Linked DNA regions of Muntiacus reevesi: region 1 is linked to region 2. Evidence: chromatin contacts called from public Hi-C data. All regions are on one chromosome and are shown on one strand. Each heading gives the region's core, a stretch centred on a gene start, on an enhancer-like site or on the middle of the called end of the contact. The rest is flanking DNA. Distances are from core to core; before and after follow the strand shown.

What was found. Hi-C and Micro-C count contacts between places; a contact is called where the count stands out from the background.
Region 1: a contact with region 2 is called in a Hi-C map of muscle, with 4 times the contacts expected there. The contact joins the promoter of EIF5B here to the promoter of REV1 in region 2. A contact is called at or near these places in 2 of 3 Hi-C or Micro-C datasets (blood and muscle).

The regions. Positions count from the first base shown.
Region 1 is chr3:97,021,198-97,023,897 of mMunRee1.1, forward strand. It overlaps EIF5B (eukaryotic translation initiation factor 5B), which reads right to left and starts at 1,370. Exons shown (of 24, transcript XM_065929729.1): 1 at 1,174-1,370. The coding sequence starts at 1,208. It overlaps TXNDC9 (thioredoxin domain containing 9), which reads left to right and starts at 2,380. Exons shown (of 5, transcript XM_065929730.1): 1 at 2,380-2,533.
Region 2 is chr3:96,859,221-96,861,920 of mMunRee1.1, forward strand. REV1 (REV1 DNA directed polymerase) reads left to right here and starts at 1,310. Exons shown (of 24, transcript XR_010662380.1): 1 at 1,310-1,495.

The sequences.
Region 1 (2,700 bases), core at 120-2,619, 160 kb after region 2:
CCCCACTAAATCACCCCAGAATTCTGCTTATTTTTTCTTATCTATCTGGCTACTCTTCAAATCAATTAACTTCTTCCAATAGACCTCCAACTGAAATACAAGACACTTGGTGTCTTTTTAACTCCATTCAACAGCTAGGTGAGGGTCAGGTCAGGAAACGACCCAGGATTCCAAATCACAACTTAGTCAAACTTCAAGAGCAAATATCCGTTTTGAGTTAAAATGAACTATCACAGGTTGTTGTTTTTGTCTTTCGAATTCCTCTTACTACACCCAGTATTTGAACTAAGTCTGGTGAGTAGTTTACAAAGGTGAAAAATAACATATGTTGTTCACTCCCAGGAAGTAAGCCCTTTCCATGAAAAGGGGTAAAGAACTCCACCGAATATGACACCCAGGAATATTACAATAATCTCGGGGTACTCAACTCTACATACATCCTTAAGCTCTCTCGCCCCCAAAGCCTTTTTAAGTGGTTAGAAAAGAGCGACCCTGGTTGGTTTGTTTCATCTCCTCCTTTCTTAGGGGAGGTGCTAGCGAGTAAAGAAATGACCAAAAGGCCGGAAGAAGGAACGCGAAAAGCATGGAGTCTGGACAATCAACCCGTAAATAATTGAAAGCTGAACCAAATTAAATGAAGTTAAGACAGAGCAACCTGCTATGCTATTCGCGTTGTCTCGAACGTGACTGAGAGGCTCCGAGAGTGAGAACACCTGGCTGGAGAAACGTCGCATTCCAAACCCTTCTCTCTCCAAGAATTCATAGGTACACAGGCATGAAAAAGAACTCTTCCAGACGTCCGCCAAAAGCAGCGCCGCAACAACTCCCACCCGCCCGTTCCACGGTGGCCAAGCGGCCCCCGGCTCCGTGAGGCCGCCCGAGCCCTGCCCCACGGGACCGCGAACCCCAAAACGACTCGGGGCTCCTCAAGCCGGAGACCTTCTCCCGAGCCGGGCGAGGGGACGGAGTCTCGGCTGGGAACCCGCTCGCCGCCGAGGCCCTCCTCGCCCGCCGGGAACTGGGGTCTCGGGCCCGCGCTGCCCACTCTGGGTCCCGGCCTGTGCCTCGGGGGGTCGCTCTCGAGCCTCGACCCGGGTCCGCCCCGCGCCCGCGGGACCCGCGCGACCCCCTGAGCCGCACCGACCGCCGCCGTGAGAACCCGCCACTAGTTACCTGTCTTCGCTCTTGTTTTTCTGCTTCTTCCCCATGGTGTGTCAGCGGCGCTCGCAGCCCCAGCCCCTCTTCTCGGTCCCTCACAGACCCGCTGTCCCTCGGCTGACTTCGGTCTCCGCTCGGCTCCGTCCCCCTCGCGCTGCCGCCTCTCGCACCCGGCTCTCCACAGACCCGCGCACTGGGACAGGGCACATATGGTGTGAGCTCCGAGTGCGCAAGCGCATCACCCCGCCGCCTCGGCGTGGGGACGCAGGGCGCGGCTCATCGAGAGCTGCGCCGCGGGTAGAGCGTCTCTAGTTACCACGCCCGTCAGGCGGGAACCCGAGCGCCCTCTTCCGGCAAGCGTCCGCGGCGCTCCGAGATCCGCGGGGTTTCAAGATTCTAGAACCCGGGGGTAGACAATAAGGTTGAAAATTTCCCCCGTCGGCCCCTCTCCCTGCTGGGGGACGCAGAGTTGGGGGAATTGGATCTCAGTTCAAAAGTAGACTTTGGGCTTCCCTTCCACCTTTAACCTCTGTCCCTTTGTACTCAGCTGCGTCAAGTTCAATAAAGAAGCACAGTGAACCACTGGTGAGCCGTCTGGGTGTTCCAAAGGGAGACAGAGAAATCCACAATATTGAGCCTCGTAGTCATGTCCATGAATTACCGAAACAAACAGAAACCATTCTTTTAAAAAGGACACACCCATTAATTCTCCTAAATAGATCATGACCTTTACATTCAAACCGAGAACAAGCTCTAAAAATGTATGTCAGGGAAGTCGCGAAGGGAGCATACTAGGGTTGTGAAAGTGTTTTATATCCGGATCTGGACAACGACACTATGTGTTAACTATGTAAAAACTTACACGTAAGTTATACTTTGATTGTTTTTTAAAGGTGGGAATTGTTCAATAAACCGAATGGAAACAAAATTGGAGTGCCACTCCCGAGCAGGAGCATAACTATTCCCTTTCTGATGTAACATGTGTCAGAGCATAAGAACGTCAACTCCAGGCTGAGCACTAAGAAACTACAATCTCCAGCGTACTTCGCTCCCCCGCCCTCTGGGCTGTTTACTGGGAGGGAGGGAAAGGTTCCTGCGCCAAGAGTTCGGAGCGCTGGAGCGCCGGAAAGGAGCAGAAGGGCGCACGCGCAGAAGCGCTCGCCGCGCGCACTTCCCTCCCCCCTCCCCCCTCCCCTGCACTACCTCCACTTCCTGGGACGTCGCAGATACTATCGCGTGAGATCCGCGGCCAATGAGGAGGCAGAAGTGACGGCCGCTTCGCAGCTACCCGCAGCTGCTTGGAGGCTGAAGCCAGAGAGGATTGCTCTTCTGGAGAAGCTGTGTGTTCGTATCTCAGGTGTCGCCGAGAGCTCAGGTGAGGCAGAGGGTGGTGTGAAAACACCGCCCATGCATCCTGGTGCTAAGGGACACCCGACTGCTCAGCATCCTGCCTGGGCGGGGGAGGGGCGCGGCTCGGGCTCCGAAGTCCCCGCCACTGAGGAGGCTTTGGCGCATGCGCCCGGGGAGGCGTTGAAGCTGGGG
Region 2 (2,700 bases), core at 60-2,559:
AATAAGGGGCTGCCACTGGTTTTCTGTGGCATCTCATGAGGTGATACCCTGAAGTACCTGTTTGTGGTCCTGTTGAAATGATCCCGTTTTTATTAAATTATGACGTCTCAGAAGAACATTTTCAGCAAGGTTAGACAAGAATACTCAAGTTGAAGTGCATTTATAGAAGTCTATAAAGTAGCAAAAACAAAGGAACTTGAAAAAGGAAACAAGTTATTTGAATACTAGCTGAATCACCAGTAAACAAGCCTCTGCTCTGCAAAATCAGTTTTGAAAAAGAGTACTAATTGTTTCCTAAGCACTTGCAAACTCTTCAAGTCTTTCAGGTAAGGGAATAAATGGACAGTGTTGAGCCTTTGCTGGGAGGTTCGCTTCATGCTTGTGCGTTGCAACAATAAAGACTATTGTAATAGAGATATGGGATGATCTCCAGGCAAACCAAAATTGCCAAGAGGGGGAAAATGGTCCTTATGGAACAACTAGTCTTTTGCCAGAAGGTCCTCAATTATAATTGTATTTAGGCATACATAATATATGATTTTTTTTTTTCGACAGTAGTATCAAATTGCTTTCACGTGTAACCCCAGTGCTGCATGTGGGATGGGCCACCTGCCTCAGGTTTACAAAGATCCAGGTGCAATGCAGGGCGAGCCTGGTCGCGCAGGGACCAGTGTTCGAGCCCCCAAGGGAGCTGGCAACGCTCACCCCCGGCGGCACAGCTTTCTTTCCCATTAACGTCCGTGGGCCCTGGTTCCCAGTCGCCCCCTGACACAGCAAAGTGTTAGTTCGCGAGTGTCCCTTCCGTCACTAGATGTCACTGTGAGTCAACGGCTAGTGGCGGGGGACCCCGGTGTTTTACGGATCTTCCAGGGTTTCCAGCATGGTCAGTCCCTGACTTGTGCGCTCCCGGGGCGGGGAGCGCAGAGCCGGGCGGGGCCTCCCGGAGGCCAGGACAGCTCCGTGACCCAAGCGGGAGGCGCGCCGGGCTCGGGGTTCACGGCTGGCGGCGCGATGCGAAAGGCGGGCCCGCGCCGCGCTCCTCTCTGCCCCCGCGAGCGAGACGGTCATGTGCCACGGAGGCGCGGTCGCTGCGGGCCGGCCGGGGACGGCAGGGGCTCGGCGCCCGCGGTTCAGCATCGCCCGGGGCAGTGCTCCACGCGGGCGCCAGCGCCGCGCTGGGCGGAGCGCGAGCAGCCGCGGGCGGGGCGGGTCGGGGCGGGGCCTGGGAGCGCGCCGGCCGCCGGAGGGGGAGGGGCGGGGCGGGGCGGAGCCGCGGCGCGCGCGCCCGCCGGGGGGGAGGGGCGGAGCAGGCGCCGAGCGCGCGCAGGCCGGCCGCCGCGAGCGTGGGGCGAGCGTGGACCGCGGCGCGGCGGTGCGACTCCTTCGCCGGCCCTCCTCCCCGCCCACGGCGAGGGCACCGTGCGGCGGCGCCGGGGCCCGCGAGGCCGGAGGAGGCGGCCGTGCCCGGGCATGGTGGTCTGGGGCAGGGCTGAAGGTGAGCGACCCCGGGCCGGCGGCGCGGGTGGGGGCGGGGTGGGAGCGGCCCCGCGTCGCCCGGCGCGGCGGCCTGAGGCGGGGCGGGGGCGGGCGCGTCGGCCCGGGCCCCGCGGCCGTTGGTCTCGCGGCCTGGGCGGCCCGCGGCGCCCGAAGCGCGGCAGCTGCCGGGTTATGTAACGCGTGACCTCCCCTTCCCCCTCCGCCATGGCGCGGCCGGCCCGCCGTCGCCGCCCGCGCTCGGCCGCCTGCGGAGGCGCCGCGCCGACGACCCGCGCCGGCGGCCCTCTCCGCCGCGCCCCGCGCCGGCCCCGCTCGGACCGCGCCGCAAACTCCCGGCTGCTGCGCCGGCGCCGCGCCGGCTCTTCAGCCCCGCGCCATTCATTCGTGCGCGCGGGCGGCCGCGCTCGGAGCGGCGCGGGCTGGCGGCCGGGGCCCCGCGCCGGACCCTCCACCCGGCCTCCCGCCGTGGCGTCTCCCCTCCGCCCCGCGGGACCTGGGAATCGGCGTCTGACTCCCCGAAGACAGTTTTTACTCACTTGTTTTTCCTGGTTACTTATCTGTTGCCTTAATAGGCGGGCACCTGTCCCCAACTGTCCTGACAAGCGCCCCTCGCCCACTGCACTCCTTGTGAAATGATTCAGCACCTGTGTGGCGGGAGAGGGGCATTTCCCTACACGTTTCCCTGCTCTTACAGCCGAAACTGAGTTGGGAAAGAAATGTTAGTGTATCACGCCCTAGTTGACCCCCCCCACCCGCCTCTGGTTTAAAAAAAAAAAAAGATTGCAGGTGTTGAGTCTACTGTAATTTCTGCCTTCCGCCTGTTTTCAGGTCACGTCCAGCGTAGAGATGGTATCATTTAAATGAGCATAACTAGACTAGCGCGTACCATAAAAGAGCTTGTAACTAGCTGGTAAGGAGTTTATGTAATTCTGATTCTTAATTCTGTCTGTCTGCCAAGCCTGTCCACTATAGTCTGCGAGAATTAGCCTTTTCCTCTTCAGTGTGCAACGTAGGTAACCTTATGTACCGTCTACCTGCTTTCCAAACTTCCATCTCTGCTTTTGCACATAGGCTCGTCTTAGCCGGAGCGGGTGCTGCTAGAGCGTTGCCCCCTCCCTGTACTTCTTAGACTCTGGGAAGCTCACCTGTGTGTGTTACTGGCTCAGTCGTGTCCGACTCTTTGCGACCCCATGGACTGTAGCC